Regions from separate parts of the Zea mays genome. Here region 2 is linked to region 1. A link is a contact called in public Hi-C data. All regions are on one chromosome and are shown on one strand. Each heading gives the region's core, a stretch centred on a gene start, on an enhancer-like site or on the middle of the called end of the contact. The rest is flanking DNA. Distances are from core to core; before and after follow the strand shown.

Region 1 (6,781 bases), core at 3,946-6,445:
AATTCCTTACTTAATCCCATTTTAAACACATAAAACATTTGAAAATGCATAACTTAAAATCTATAAGTCCAAAAATTATGATTTCTGTTCCTAGAATTTTATTTTAATTTGTAGATTATTACTGTGTTTCTTGCATATATGTTTGATGTAATGTTAATTTTGCCTATACAATGTTTGTCTGTATTGCTACGACTAGCAGTGAGGTCACGAGAATCTGAAGATCATCCTGGTACCTGGAATCTCAAGTCTCACGCAAGTTGTGCCCTTGATCACTTCTTTTACCCACTCATGTTCTAATTAATCATAATGATCTGCATAGGTTAATTTTGATGGGACCCAATAGGTTACCCTAGTTTGTCTATCTTTATACCTTGTTTACCACTGAACTTTTTGGGTAGTACTTGCTAGTGCTTTATGTGGTTTTGGGTATGAAGATACATTATTCATGATCACACTTTTATTGTCTTTTTATTATTACTGTTCATGATAAGATCATTATGTTAATTGGAACATGGAGCGACCACCCGGGAAAACAGTGCTACCACAAGGGTTTAATGGGACGCCCTTGGCTGATTAATTAGGAAAGCTAGTGGAGGACTACCTTACCCGAAAGGGGCAAGGGCAGTAGGGGAGTGGTCAGTGTAGGGAGGCCCTCGGGAGGATTTTGCTGCGATGGCGGTCCTGCAAGGGATTCCTGCATTGGAGCTTCCTATAAACTGTAGCGGGTTTTCTGAAGCTAGTGGAACTTTGTAAAGGCCTCGTAGTGTTACCCTGCCTCGCCTCCTCGGTAGAGGTGTATGGGAAGTCGCGATCCCTTGGCAGATGGGTAACATGACTTGTGGGTAAAGATGCACAACCTCTGCAGAGTGTAAAACTGGTATACTAGCCGTGCTCACGGTCAAGAGCAGCTCGGACACTCACATGATTAAATTATGGAACTTAAACTCAATTTGTCATATGCATTGCATCGCAGGTGAGGTTGTTACTTTTGTTCTACAATTTAATTGGGTTGGTATTTACTTATACTTAGTAATTGCTAATAAAATTTTGACCAACTTTAAAAGCAATGCTCAGCTCCAACCATCCTCTTTGGTAAGCCTTACACTTCACGTGAGCTCCCACCTTTGGCGAGTTCATTCACATTATTCCCCACAACTTGTTGAGCGATGAACGAATGTGAGCTCACTCTTGCTGTCTCACACCCCCCCCACAGGTCAAGAACAGGTACCACAGGATGAGGCGCATGGAGGATGCTGTGATGAGTTCGTGAGTGGTCTAGGTCGTCGTCTCCCAGTCAATTTTGGGTTGCTGGATCGTTTCCTCATATGATGTAATTATTTAATTATTTTGTATAGAACTCCTGTTATATAGTAAAGATATGACATTCGATCCTGTGCCACTATGCATCATATGTGTGAGACTTGGTCCCAGCACACCTGGTGTTTATGTTCGCGCCCGGGCTTTGGACCCCTAAAACCCGGGTGTGACACTCTGCGAAGCCAAGGAATGAGTGCTAACGATGAAGGGTTCTGAAGAGTCCATGAACTTCACTACTAGACCAAGGCAAGAGTAGATAGTCTGCACAAAAACTTCGGATGCTACAATTTTGCATACCGAAAAGATATGAAGGCTCTTGTAATTGGATACCGCACCAAGTGGCATACTGGCTGGACTAGCGAGTGGTTTTACGTGAAAGCTGACAAGAAGAAAAGGGAACAAATTATGAATATGGTGATGAGCCCTCTAAAGTTGAGCTTCGGCATGACGAGGCCGTTATGTTTCATGAAGATAGGCTCCCCATGCCAGGTAGCCGAAGTGCAATTCAGAGTTATGGCAGAACAAATAAGCACTTGAGATTTGGTTCAAGAATATTTAGCGAACAAAGTTCTTCCAACACAACATGGGTGGGGAATGCCGAAGCTAAAAGACGAAGGGAACAAGCTAGAGCTAGTGAGGCTGCCGTATCGCTTCAAATTTCAAGATACCTTCAGCGGCCCCTACACTGAATGGTTGGAGATGACCGAAATAATGTGCAACAAAATTATCGGGAATTATACTAAGAAAGAAGATCAGCTCATGGCTGCTGCTTTTGGTAGTCGAGAAAAATAGCCCCTATTTGGTTCAGCTTATGCGCAGCTTTTGGCCGCAAGAAGCTAGAATCCGGATCAAACGCTCAGCTTCGGGGGCAACTTTTGGTGGAAGCGCTTCCGTTCGCAGCCCATTTACCATAGATCGCAAGAAGCCTCCCTAAGTCCACATCTTCAAGAAGTTGGTGACATCTTGCATTCCACACGGGCTATTCCTTTGTCCCCAACCCTAGGGTTTTGGCAACTCGTTGTTCCCGCGTCTCCGACACCACTTCGGACGGTCCAGCTCGACCGTCATCCGCTCGTCGCTGCGGTAAGACATTAATCTTTTTCTCGTCGTGCTCTCTGTTTGGTCACTATCCAACATCCCCCTTCCCCATCGAATTGCTGGACCTTCATTGTTCCTTGGCCTTGTAGGTGAATCCGAGGTTGCATTCTCGTGGTACGCTTCAAATCCGTTCGCTAATCCGGATAGTTCACGTTGCTAGTGGCTGATATGCCGTTTCCACCATTCAATCCTCATCTCTCAATTAGATACGATTCAAATCGGCCCATGTTTTGTTTATTCAGCCCCTCATTGCTCCCTTTGATTTGTTTCTGATTGTAGATTCTGAACAAGTCCGTAGATCTAGTTACTGTGTTCATCACTAGCATCACATTTAACCGAGGTGCAGGTGAAAACAGCACACCAGACCCAAGCACCGCACTCAAAGGAAAGCGCAAGGTCTTCCATGACTCTCCGAAGCCTAGGAAGAAAAAAGAAATGATGAATGACTACATGAGAAGAATTGTCGATGCATTTGAGTCTAGGACCTTTGGCTCGAACAAGACCATTTCATCCTATGAGAATGACCCAGTGCGCAAAGAGGTTGCTACGCAATTAGAACAAGTCATCGAAGATGGTGCAACATAAGGAAGCAACTTGCAGTTCTTCGCAACTCAGTTGTTAATGAACAAACGTCATCGAGATGCCTTTGCAACTCTTAAGACCAAAGAAGGAAGGAACACTTAGCTGTACCGGGCGTACGAGAAGCATGACAAGTCTAGTTAGTTCCTAGTGGTGGGATGGAGCTGAAGCTGTCTTTACGATGTCATGGGTGGTCACTGTTACGTGTTGTCGGTCGGAGTCCTATTCGTCGTTTAAGTGTGTGCAAAACTGTTAGTCGTTTAAGTTTTGCAGAACTATTCGTTGTTTGAGTTTGTTGTATGTCAGAGAACTTTTTCCATTTTTTCTAGTTAAAGTAGGATTTGCAATAAAAACATTTGTATGTGTGAGCACTACGTATTTGTGTTAAACATATTGAATGTATGTTGATACAACATTTGTAATCTGTGAGTTCCTGCTTTGGTATACTGCTGATTCAAGGGTACTACTTATTGTTGCAGTTTATTATTGTTCGTGTACTTACGTGTTTGTTTGTAGATGTTGTAGCCTGATGTTGACGACATTAATGAGGAATTCATAGTTGCTCTAGTTGCATTGGAGATGTGGGGGAGCTCGTCAAGTGGGGTTTCAAGAGGACCCATGGCGGAAATAGGTATACAATGGGTTGAGTGGACCTTGGAGAGTAGTGATGATTGCTACGACATGTTTCGCATGTGCTACACTGTGTTTCATCGTTTGCATGAAACCTTGGTCACCAATTATGGGCTCGTAGCGAGTCGTGGAGTAAGTACAAAGGAGGCACTTGCTATGTTTCTGTGGGCATGCAGGGGACCCCAATCTTTTCGACAAATAAGAAATACATTTGGTCACTTGTTGGAAACAATTTGTCGGAAATTTAGTGAAGTACTTAACTCCATATAAAAGATGTCCAACGATGTGATTAAGCCCAAGGATGTGCATTTCTCTGATATTCACCCTAGACTAAGAGTCCCGATTTTGGCCACATTTTAAGGATTGCATTGGAGCTATCGATGATAGCTACTTTCTGGCCTTTGTACCATTGTCTGAGCAATCTATATACATTGGTCGTCACGGATACGCTTCGCAGAATGTCATGGTCGTTTGTGACTTCAATATGCATTACACATTTGTTGTGACTGGTTGGCCTAGTTCCGTGCACGATACGAGAGTACTGCAGGATACTCTTATCACCTACGGCGATAGGTTCCCCCATCCACCCGAAGGTACGACAACAACCTACGTTTGTTTCATTTGCAATTAATAATATGTATGTAACTATGTCGTTGACCTTTATAAATTTGTATTACAGGGAAATATTATCTTGTTGACTTCGGGTACCCTAACAGGAAGGGATACCTAGCACCTTATAAAGGTCAAAAGTACCACATTTCCGAATGGCAGCATGGGAGGCAACCAGTTGTTGCGAAAGAGGTATAGTATTCAACTATGCGCACTCGTCGCTGAGGATTGTTATAGAGCGATTGTTTGGGGTGCTGAAGATGAAGTGGAGAATCCTGCTTAGACTGCCTTCATTTTCATTGAGGAAGCAATTGAAGATAATTATAGCATGCATGGCGTTGCATAACTTCATTCGGGACAGCGCGATACACGATCATGACTTTGACCAGTACGTACCTAGCAGTAGGCATGTTGATGATGTAGTTGTAGGTGAGAGTAGTAGCACCCCGCATATGAGTTAGATATGAGTGCTTTTAGGGATTCTATTGCTAATGTGTTAGTGTCGTAGGTACCTATCTGGGTGTAAATAAATAACTTGTACAAGACAAATCATGAGGTATTGTAAGTACCTTATGATTGTTAAGCATGTTTGTGTTTTTTCCATTTTTTCTCTCAGAATCTACACTAAAATTCTGACCACCCGTTTTTTTTCACAGCAGTCGAACTAAACAATCAGATTTTTATCATCCAGCTTCTCCTTACAGCCAGATTTTCCTTATAGCCAGCTTTTCAGCTGAACCAAACAGGCTCATAGAGTGGTTCATAGAGTGGTGAGGAAAGTAAATGCATGCAAATTAACCTATGGAACAAAAGGGGTAAGAACTAAGAAATAGCGCAGTGTGTACATTGTTGCAGATCAGTGGCTGTGGCTCTAGCCGGGGTCCTCCCTCGCGCTCGTCGGCCCTCCGCTACCAGGGCCTCGCATTTCACGTGCTCCCCTTTGCCTCGCTCGCCCACACGCACAAACAAACGCGAAGGCTGCCCGGCCCTCGCGGCTATATTAGCCAGCGCCTGCCCACGCAAGAGACTGCACAGAGAGAGGCCTAAGCACCAGCACCAGCACCACCACCAGTGATCCGGCCAAGGTCCGTACCGACCAAAGACGGCCGGGGAGGAGATGGCCGCCTCCGGGACCGGGAACAACAGGTTCGCCCATACATGCGCTCGCGTGCGGCAGTTCATGATGGAGCAGAACAGGCAGGTGCGAATGGATGACCTCATCGGCTCCTCCTCGTCCCCGAGGCCACTGCAACTGACGCCAGTCCCTGTAGCGACGGGGCCGCCGCCGGCGGCTGCCTGGGAGACCGACGCCGGCGCTAGGACTTTGCCGCTGTTCCCCGTCCGCAATAGCAGTAGCACGGAGATCATCAGGTGAGCGAGCTCGAGTTATGCATTAATTGATCTGCTGGCTAGCTGACGTGTTCTTGGCCCGGCTTAATTAATTTCTCGATCGGTTTGTTGCAGGCCAGAGCAGGAGGCCAAGGCCACCCTAACCATCTTCTACCAGGGCCAGGTGGCAACGTTCCACAACTTCCCGGCAGACAGAGCCAAGGACCTTATACAAATGGCAGGTTCTGTGACCGGGGAGGCGCCGGGGAAAGGGGTGACGACGACGACCGCCGTGCCAGAAAAGGCCGGGACCAGTGGTGGTGAGCCGTCGGCTGCAGGGGTAGCTGGCACGCCGCCCATCGCAAGGAAGCTCACGCTACAGAGGTTCCTTAGGAAGAGGAAGGACAGGTGAGGACGAGAGATCACATGCGTGCACTCTCTCACATCGGATTTGTCTTATCAGTAACTTCTTTCTCGATCGGTGCTGTTTGGAATTTTGCATAGAGCATTGGATGATGACAATGCGCGTGTGTTTTTACTCGCAGGATCGCCGGCGCTGACGGCCGCGGCCACAATGAGGATGCTCCGCCGCGGAAGAAGACAGACTCCGCTGGCGCCGGCGCCAACGACCCCGCCGAATACGTTCCTGATGAAGCCTCGTGGCTCAGGCTCTGAAACCCGCTCTTCACTGCAAATTTGCAGGAGAATAATATGAATGAGAAGGGCAAGAGTGCTGGCATGCATGCCACACATCCTCTAAAATGATACAATAATAGTGCCGTGTGTGCCTGTCAGAATTCCTAAGAATTCTTAGGCATTGTTTGAAAGGGCTGTAACTTTTTTTTCTGAAAGCACCTTGCCGTGAAGCTTTTAGAACATCTCTAACAGGAGAGATGTATAGAACTCTAGCGCAAAAAATTGCTTCAACGAGAGTTCTATTTTACAAAAATTCATCAAAATTATAGGACTCTGTCAGATATTGTTAACATTTTATTTCCTAAATAATATGATATAGGACTCAGTTTTGTTGGAGCCGTAAATATTTTTATGGCCTTGAACACTTTAAATCAGGTCTTATTTTAAATTTTAGAACTTAAATATATGACTTTTTGTTGAATATACTCTTAAAAAACTTGAAAAGATGCTCTAAGATAGTTTGTGTGCTTTTAGTATAAAGTGCAGTTTTTTAGAGTTTTTGTAAGTTAGAAGAAGCAACCCT
Region 2 (7,068 bases), core at 3,532-6,031, 190 kb after region 1:
TACCAAAACATCACTATTATCAGGATACTTATTTGTTTAAAATTACAACAAAACATATGTGTGTCCAGACCTTCTCAGTTCTTAGTAATGCTTGGCAGTGCTTCCTCTCTAGAGACCAATACCGAATGCCTGATTTAAGTTTAGTTCGCAATCTATAAACAGTAGAAAATGAAGTCAGTAACTTAGCTCAAATATTAGTGAATCTATTACATATGTACAAAACATAGAGAAGCTCCCTTAATGTTTTGAATATATTACATATGTACAAAATCAAATACTTGAGCTCTATCAGTAACCTGTAACCAACAGTGACAAGCTTGTATTGCAAAGTGTAGTTTTACCATTAACTCTCAAAATCGAAACAAAATTTCGGTGGCATCGTTATTGAATGGTCATACATGTATAGTCAATCGGTCTTCACAAGAGATAGTCACTACATTGGGCCTATTCAAGTTCTTTCTAGATCCGAAGAAACTTTTGTTGAGCGTTTTTTACTGTTTCTTCGGTTTGAGCAGAATACTTGGCTCACTTTGTTAACACATGCTTTCAAACCAATAAACTCTAAACTATATGCAGTGCAGAACATTGACATATATTTGTTAAATTGCAGGAAATTTCCTATGATTTTTCAATGAGCAGTGTTGTGTCATTGTGGCAATTGGCGACCATAGGAGCCATATTAGGCACAACAGCATAAACAGGATATGTTAGCAAAATTCAAGGCACTTCCTAAACAAATTTGGCACTGTGGTGGTGTGGGCAAACAGAGAATTATAAATATAAATGAAAAGAGTATGCATTCCATATTTTTCACATTTTTAAATGTGTACTAAGAAACAGTCAAACTATAGTTCGCTACTGGTTACGTAGCCTACTTTTATTTACTCTTTTACCCACATTACCAATGCACACACTAAAACATCAAGACGACCAAACTAAAGAATGATATGCCTCCCTGCATGCACATACAATACATGTTTTAAAAAGTCAACAATTTCATATGGACTACAACTATATCAAACAAAAATGTAGGAGTAGAGCAATAAAATTTCAGGATAAAAACCTTAACACTACCTGAGCTATGAGACTTTTCAGGAAGCAAGGAACTCTGCTAGAGTAAGAAGCTAATAAATATCAAATGGAAAGTGCAGGAAAAGAAACTGGATGCAGTCGGAAACACAGAATAATATGATTTGTACCTCATGCCTATGTCTACCTGCTTATTGTAGCTGCTCTAGTTTCTGTTGGTAAAAAGGGCCCACTTTAACCAACTAATTTCGTTTCAACAGCTATAAATATGAAAAGCATTATTTGCCTGGCAGTAAATGTTAGTGCCCATAATGTAATAGGAGAAAACTAAAAGCTTTAATTATTACATAATCCTCATGGGAACCAGTGAACACAAAAACTTACTATGTCTGGCTTGATTATGTCATTTCACTCCTTTGTCTTGCTCTTCATCTCCTTGTAATTTGAATCGGCAAGCTGCAGAAACAAATGGAGTAGTTTATATGCATCTGATATATAGAACATGTAATGCACTTCTATTGTGTACATCTGTTTGAGCGCATAACACAAATAGACTTTTGTTTTCAGTCAAAGCAATGACGAATACTGTAGGTACAAATGGTACCATTCTTTTTATATTTCGAAGAAGATGATCATTTGCAATATTTAAGAAATAGTCATGCCATGCCAAACGCTGAATCTGGATGCTAATCCAGCCTATATAACAAGAAATAAATAAGAAACAGATGGATGAAAAGAGAATCCACATTACCAAAAGAGATTGTAAGGCATCTGCAACAACTTCAGAATGGCGTACAGTGCAGTGCATTCAATCTCAAATAAAATCCCTGCTACAGTGCTAGCAACCTTCTTCCTCCGCTGCTCCGTCAAGGAAGGGGAGGAAGTGAAGCACAGAGAGAGAAAGAAAGGGGGGGGCGAATGGAGGTGGAGGATGGCGGCCGAGCCGCCTGAGTGCTGCTGAGCTCCCAGTGTCTTTGTCTCTGATGAGGTTAGTACCTGCACTGCACCACTTTTCCTGCTCTGCCATGCTCTCCGTTGTATTCATCACCCAGCCTTGCTCGCAGCTACTACTTTTTCTTGTTGTTGCTGCTTTCGGCACTGGTCTGGCTGGTGGCTCTTGGCTGAGAAAGATAAAAAACACTACCAGCCACCCCCTTCTCCCATTGCCGCACCACCGTCCGCTACGTTGCGGCTGGATGGACATGGATTCCGCCCCCCACCCGCTTCCAGATCCCACATGTTGCTTTTAGTGAGCTAGACGCTCTGCTGGATTGTTGCCACTATTAGCAATGTCGTATTCGTAGCAGTCAAGCACATCCCACATGTTTGCAATTTCCAGTACTGCAGCAATAGAAAAAACTAAAACAGCTAGCAGTTAAAGCGAACCAATACAAGAAACTTTAATAAAATGCATGTAGATATAGACCAAGCGAGGTTATTTGAAACGCTCTTGTGTGTAGCTCCAATTGAAACATTATAAATATTTTTTCTTGTTATGATGACTTGCAGGTCATGTTGCCATCATTCACTCACATTCTCATGATCACATTAAAAAAAGAATGACAGAAATGCTAAAAGCAAATGTCCTATTTATCTTCATTTACATTCACCATCAAACAGAAAATATACGCTTTATTTCAACCTGAATCCCATATTCAGTACCAGTTCCTAGTTGAATAATTTCTTAAGAAGCAGTTTACAAAACAAAAGAAAAATAAGGTGTGCATATGTTCTTTAGTGCGTGAGGGAAGACATATCTATGATCTTCTTGTGAACTTGATTATGTTAGTGTCATTTGAAACTATTTTCAGAAACTACTCTACATAGAACACTTCTTATCTAGAACAGTTAGATAATATATCAGGTAGAGAAAACAGTTTCTCTTGGACAAAATGAGTGCGGGTTCTATATATCTACAACACTGCTTGTCTAGAACAGTTAAATACCAAAAATACTGAAACCTTATTGAAACACCAAAATACTGAAATTGTAGCTGACCAACAGAAATTCATAGGAAAAGAACAGTCTCACTACAGATGTCTCATAATCAAGGTTTAGTGATGCAAATAGTGTATACAAGATCCGGATGTACCTAGCAGTAGTATGAAGAGATGCATTTGTTATGTAATGTTTCTTGACATTTTATATGCGCGAATGTGTGTCTGCCGCATCCTACAGGGAAGGTTTTTGATGGGGGCGAGGCCGGTCGGTGCCAAGGCGACTCACCTTCCCTTGAGAGCGCGGATCGAGAGTCGGTGCGTCGATCTGGGGCGTCTGATTCGCCTTCATGGATAGCGCGGCACGAACGCGGATGGAGAGGATTGCGCCAGGAGGTAGCAAACTTCACGGATGGAAAGAATAGGGAATGGGCGGAGGAAGCGGACACAATTCCTCGCTGCTGGAGAGATCTGGAGGAAGCGGTGGACAGGAGAGAGCAGGGATTGCGTCTGTGGATCCGGGCGGATGGCGAGGATTGCGTACTTCGCGGAACCAGAGAGCAGGGAAGGTGAGTCGGATCCGGGCGAGCGCGGATCTGGGCGGATGGAGGAAGCGAATGGAGTTCCTCGCGGCTGGGATTGCGGGACGCGGAGAGATGAGATCGGGATGAATGATAGACAGGCTAGGGTGACTTACCAGCAGTAAACAGTCGGGGATGACAGGATGCAGCCTCATCGGAGTCGGATGACGAGTCTGTGGCCTCTCCAGCTGACAGCGACATAGCGAGACACATCTAGGGCGCGATGCGAGGCTAGAGAAGGGAATGGCGGGGATGGTAGGGACCTTTCAGCGAATCGGTGCAACAGAGCAGCAGGTGGTGGTGGGCGGCGGTGCGGATGCTGCCGTCGCGGTCGCAGAGAAAATGGGAGAGGAGGACCTGGCAGCGATGGAGTGGGATTAGGGAAGGAGACAGGTGATGAAGGGTGCGAGTCAGAGGGCTTGCTCCTCCTTCGGCTCCTCCTTGGCTGTGCCTCCAGCGCCTCCAGGCGTGTAGAGGGAGTCGCCAACAACCTCCCCCGCCTCGCAGCAAGAGCTTGCTCGTGGATGGGGCGGGCGCGTGCACGGAGGGGGAGGATGGCGCGATCGCGAGGGTCAGACAGCGGCTAGGGTTTCGGAGAGGGGACTGCCCGGAGGAGTGGGGCGGGGTCACGGAGCGAGATTGTCGCGGGGGGACGCGGGGTCACTGAGGCGCGTCGGGGCGTCGGGGCGGAGCCATGTGAAGTGTGGACGCCCCCGTTGCAACCTTATAGAGTAGTAAAGAGATATGAAATAAGTAGTTCGAGTTAATCGTGGACCGTGGGAGCTATCCCGCAAACCACACGTCGAGGACGTGGACCTTATGGTTTACATGGTCGAATCTTCCGGCCGGCCGTACATACTAAATATAGCGGTCAACAATATAATTAAGAACGAAGTAGTAAATTGTATTCATGGTCATGGTGTTCAACCAGGAGGCAAGCCGCTCGCAGCCACGTGCGCGGAGCAGTTCGATGTGAAGCACGACGTACCTGCACGTCCCCACCTCACCGCCACCGCGGCACCGCGCCACATGCCTCAGACACGACGTCACGTCGTGCACTTGCGGCGGGCGCCGTCGACAGGCTGGGTGGACGTGCTCCCACCTCTCGTCGCCACAGCTTTTTCACGTGTTTTTCGTGCCGACGACCCATACACTCCTCGGATGCGTGTTCTCTTTCTTCAATCAACTCCCAGCTATATAAAAACAAGACCTCTCAACGAACCCACCGAAACCCAAGCAACCAACAACGTCCGAGGCAAATCAAATTTCCATCAACCCTCCTCCTCCTCCATTCTCCAGAACAGCAGCAGCCAGCAGGTCATCGCCAGTGATGGCGGCGGCGGCACCTTCTGGAGGCACAGGAAAGAACACAGCTGCGACTGCGACGACACCGAGCCGGTTCGCGGCGGCGTGCGGCGCGCTGAGCCAGTACGTCAAGGCGGCGGAGGCCGAGAGGACGCGCGCGCGGCCGCCGGTGCGGCGGCCCCTGCCGCTCATGCCGGGCGCCGACGTCGACCAGGACGAGCCGGAAACGGCGGCGCAGCTGATCATCGTGTACGGAGGGCGGGCGCTGGTGCTCGACGACGTCGCGGCGGACAAGGCGGCGGACCTGCTGCGCCTCGCCGCGGCGGCGGCGGCGCGAGGAGGCACAGAGCAGCCGCTCTGCTCGCTCGCCGACCTACCCGTGGCCCGGAAGGCGTCGCTGCAGCGGTTCATGGAGAAGCGCAAGGACAGGGTCGCCGCCCGCGCGGAGCCGTACCGCCGGCGCCGACCCGTCGGTGACCGACGCAACGATCTCGCGCTCGAGCTGTGATTTGAGGATGTCTCGGCGGTAACTACTAGAGGACGCTGTGCTCAAGAAGCAGCCGAACGATCTCTGATGCTTCGTACAGTCAGATCATATTAATTTGTTATAACTAGATAGGTATAGGTGGATTGTTCTTATGTGTTGTGCAGCAAAACAGAAGAAAAAACTTGGAGATGAAAAGACATGGTTTCGCATTACCTTTCTTTCGCCACTAAAAATGGTTCTTTTTATTTGTCTTGAGATTCTGTGACAAAGAGATATCTATAATAACGTAGTCTTGAGATTTGCAGTTTTAAGCTACCTACAATCCTAAACTCTTAGACTATAAATACAATTAAAAGATGATTTGTATGAAAAGTCGTAAGGAGTCGGTCTCATATTTTTTCATCTAACCCATAGAAATTCCTCAACAGATCTTATATTAAATAGAGTTATATATATGTCCTTATAGGTTAAAGGAGTAGGATGAGGTTAGAGAGATGAGTGTGTGTTAATGGCGGTAGGTGTACATGATAAGAAAAAGAGGGCTAAACAAAATCCTGCACCATTTACATGGTGTATACGACCATAAGTGTACGGTGACAAATACCATGCTTCTGCAGACACATAAAAGCACAAGACAAGAATTTCTCCTACTATACGAAACAATGCGTGGACTTCTCTCCCTTTACGCGCAGCCAGCTAGCAGGGCGCTGCAAAGCTTACCCATAGACCATTTAGAGCAGGTCCACGAAGATCTCCTCGATCAAACATGGTCCCTGAAGGCGAAAGGGGCGTGAGGACGACAGCCCAAAAGCAGACTGCGACCCAATTGACACGTTGATCATTGATGTGTTGCGGCGCCACAGCATGTTCAAATCCCCACCGATCCAGCGTTCCCAACGCTAGCGCTCTCGTCTCCACCGAGATGCCTTAAAATAGTACCTTAAAATTTAAAATACTAATTTATTTTAAATTATTTAGGGCACATAAAAATGAATTGACCTCCAAAGGGTTATGACATACCATAGATCATATATTTTAAAAAATAAATTACATTATTATAAAAGAAAACGTTGATGAGGATGTATAAAACAAGGATAAGCCATTAAACCTGTGTGTAGTATGTTTAGGTCAATTTTTGATTTGTTCTATATTTTTTTATAAAAAAAATATAAAATATGATACTATTGAAATTGTTTTTATAAGCCGAGTCATATATTTAAAGATCTGGCAACGATTTAAGAGACTGCAGGAGATGCTCTAAGAGTAGTTTTAGCGCTCCTAACTAGGGACCGACATGTGGACCGATCGGTATTGACGGGTCCGGTTTCAACGTTGGTCGATTCTATTATGGAGTGTTTGGTTTGAGGAATGATATAGTCCATCATCTTCTCACTCCTCACTTTTTTGTTTGGTTTGTAGAATGAAGTGAGTTAATCCATCACCACCTCATTCCTCATAGTTAGTTGTTTAGTACTAATATGTGGAATGAAGTCATCCTACCAAATTTGAGGAATAGACTCATGATGCACCACTTCACTTTGGATAGAGTGATTCATCAAACCAAACACCTTATTAATTCATCGACGCGCCAATGGATCGATCGGTACTGACCGTATTAGAATCAGACCAGTTGTATTGGTCGGTGAGTTAGACAATTGGGTCAGTGCTGACCGTTGCTAGACATATGATGTTCTCTGATTATTTTACGTCTTTTTTAACCGTTTGAAGT

What was found. A called contact is a pair of places that touch in the nucleus more often than the background predicts.
Region 2: a Hi-C map of leaf shows a contact between it and region 1, with 4 times the contacts expected there. The contact joins the promoter of LOC100286212 here to the promoter of LOC103626248 in region 1. A contact is called at or near these places in 3 of 25 Hi-C or Micro-C datasets (endosperm, leaf and tassel).

What each region holds. Positions count from the first base shown.
Region 1 is chr5:38,187,200-38,193,980 of Zm-B73-REFERENCE-NAM-5.0, forward strand. It overlaps LOC103626248 (protein TIFY 11c), which reads left to right and starts at 5,196. Exons shown (of 3, transcript XM_008646649.4): 1 at 5,196-5,604; 2 at 5,698-5,970; 3 at 6,108-6,594. The coding sequence starts at 5,351. The coding sequence ends at 6,237.
Region 2 is chr5:38,378,707-38,385,774 of Zm-B73-REFERENCE-NAM-5.0, forward strand. It overlaps LOC100286212, which reads left to right and starts at 4,782. Exons shown (of 1, transcript NM_001159100.2): 1 at 4,782-5,551. The coding sequence starts at 4,878. The coding sequence ends at 5,360.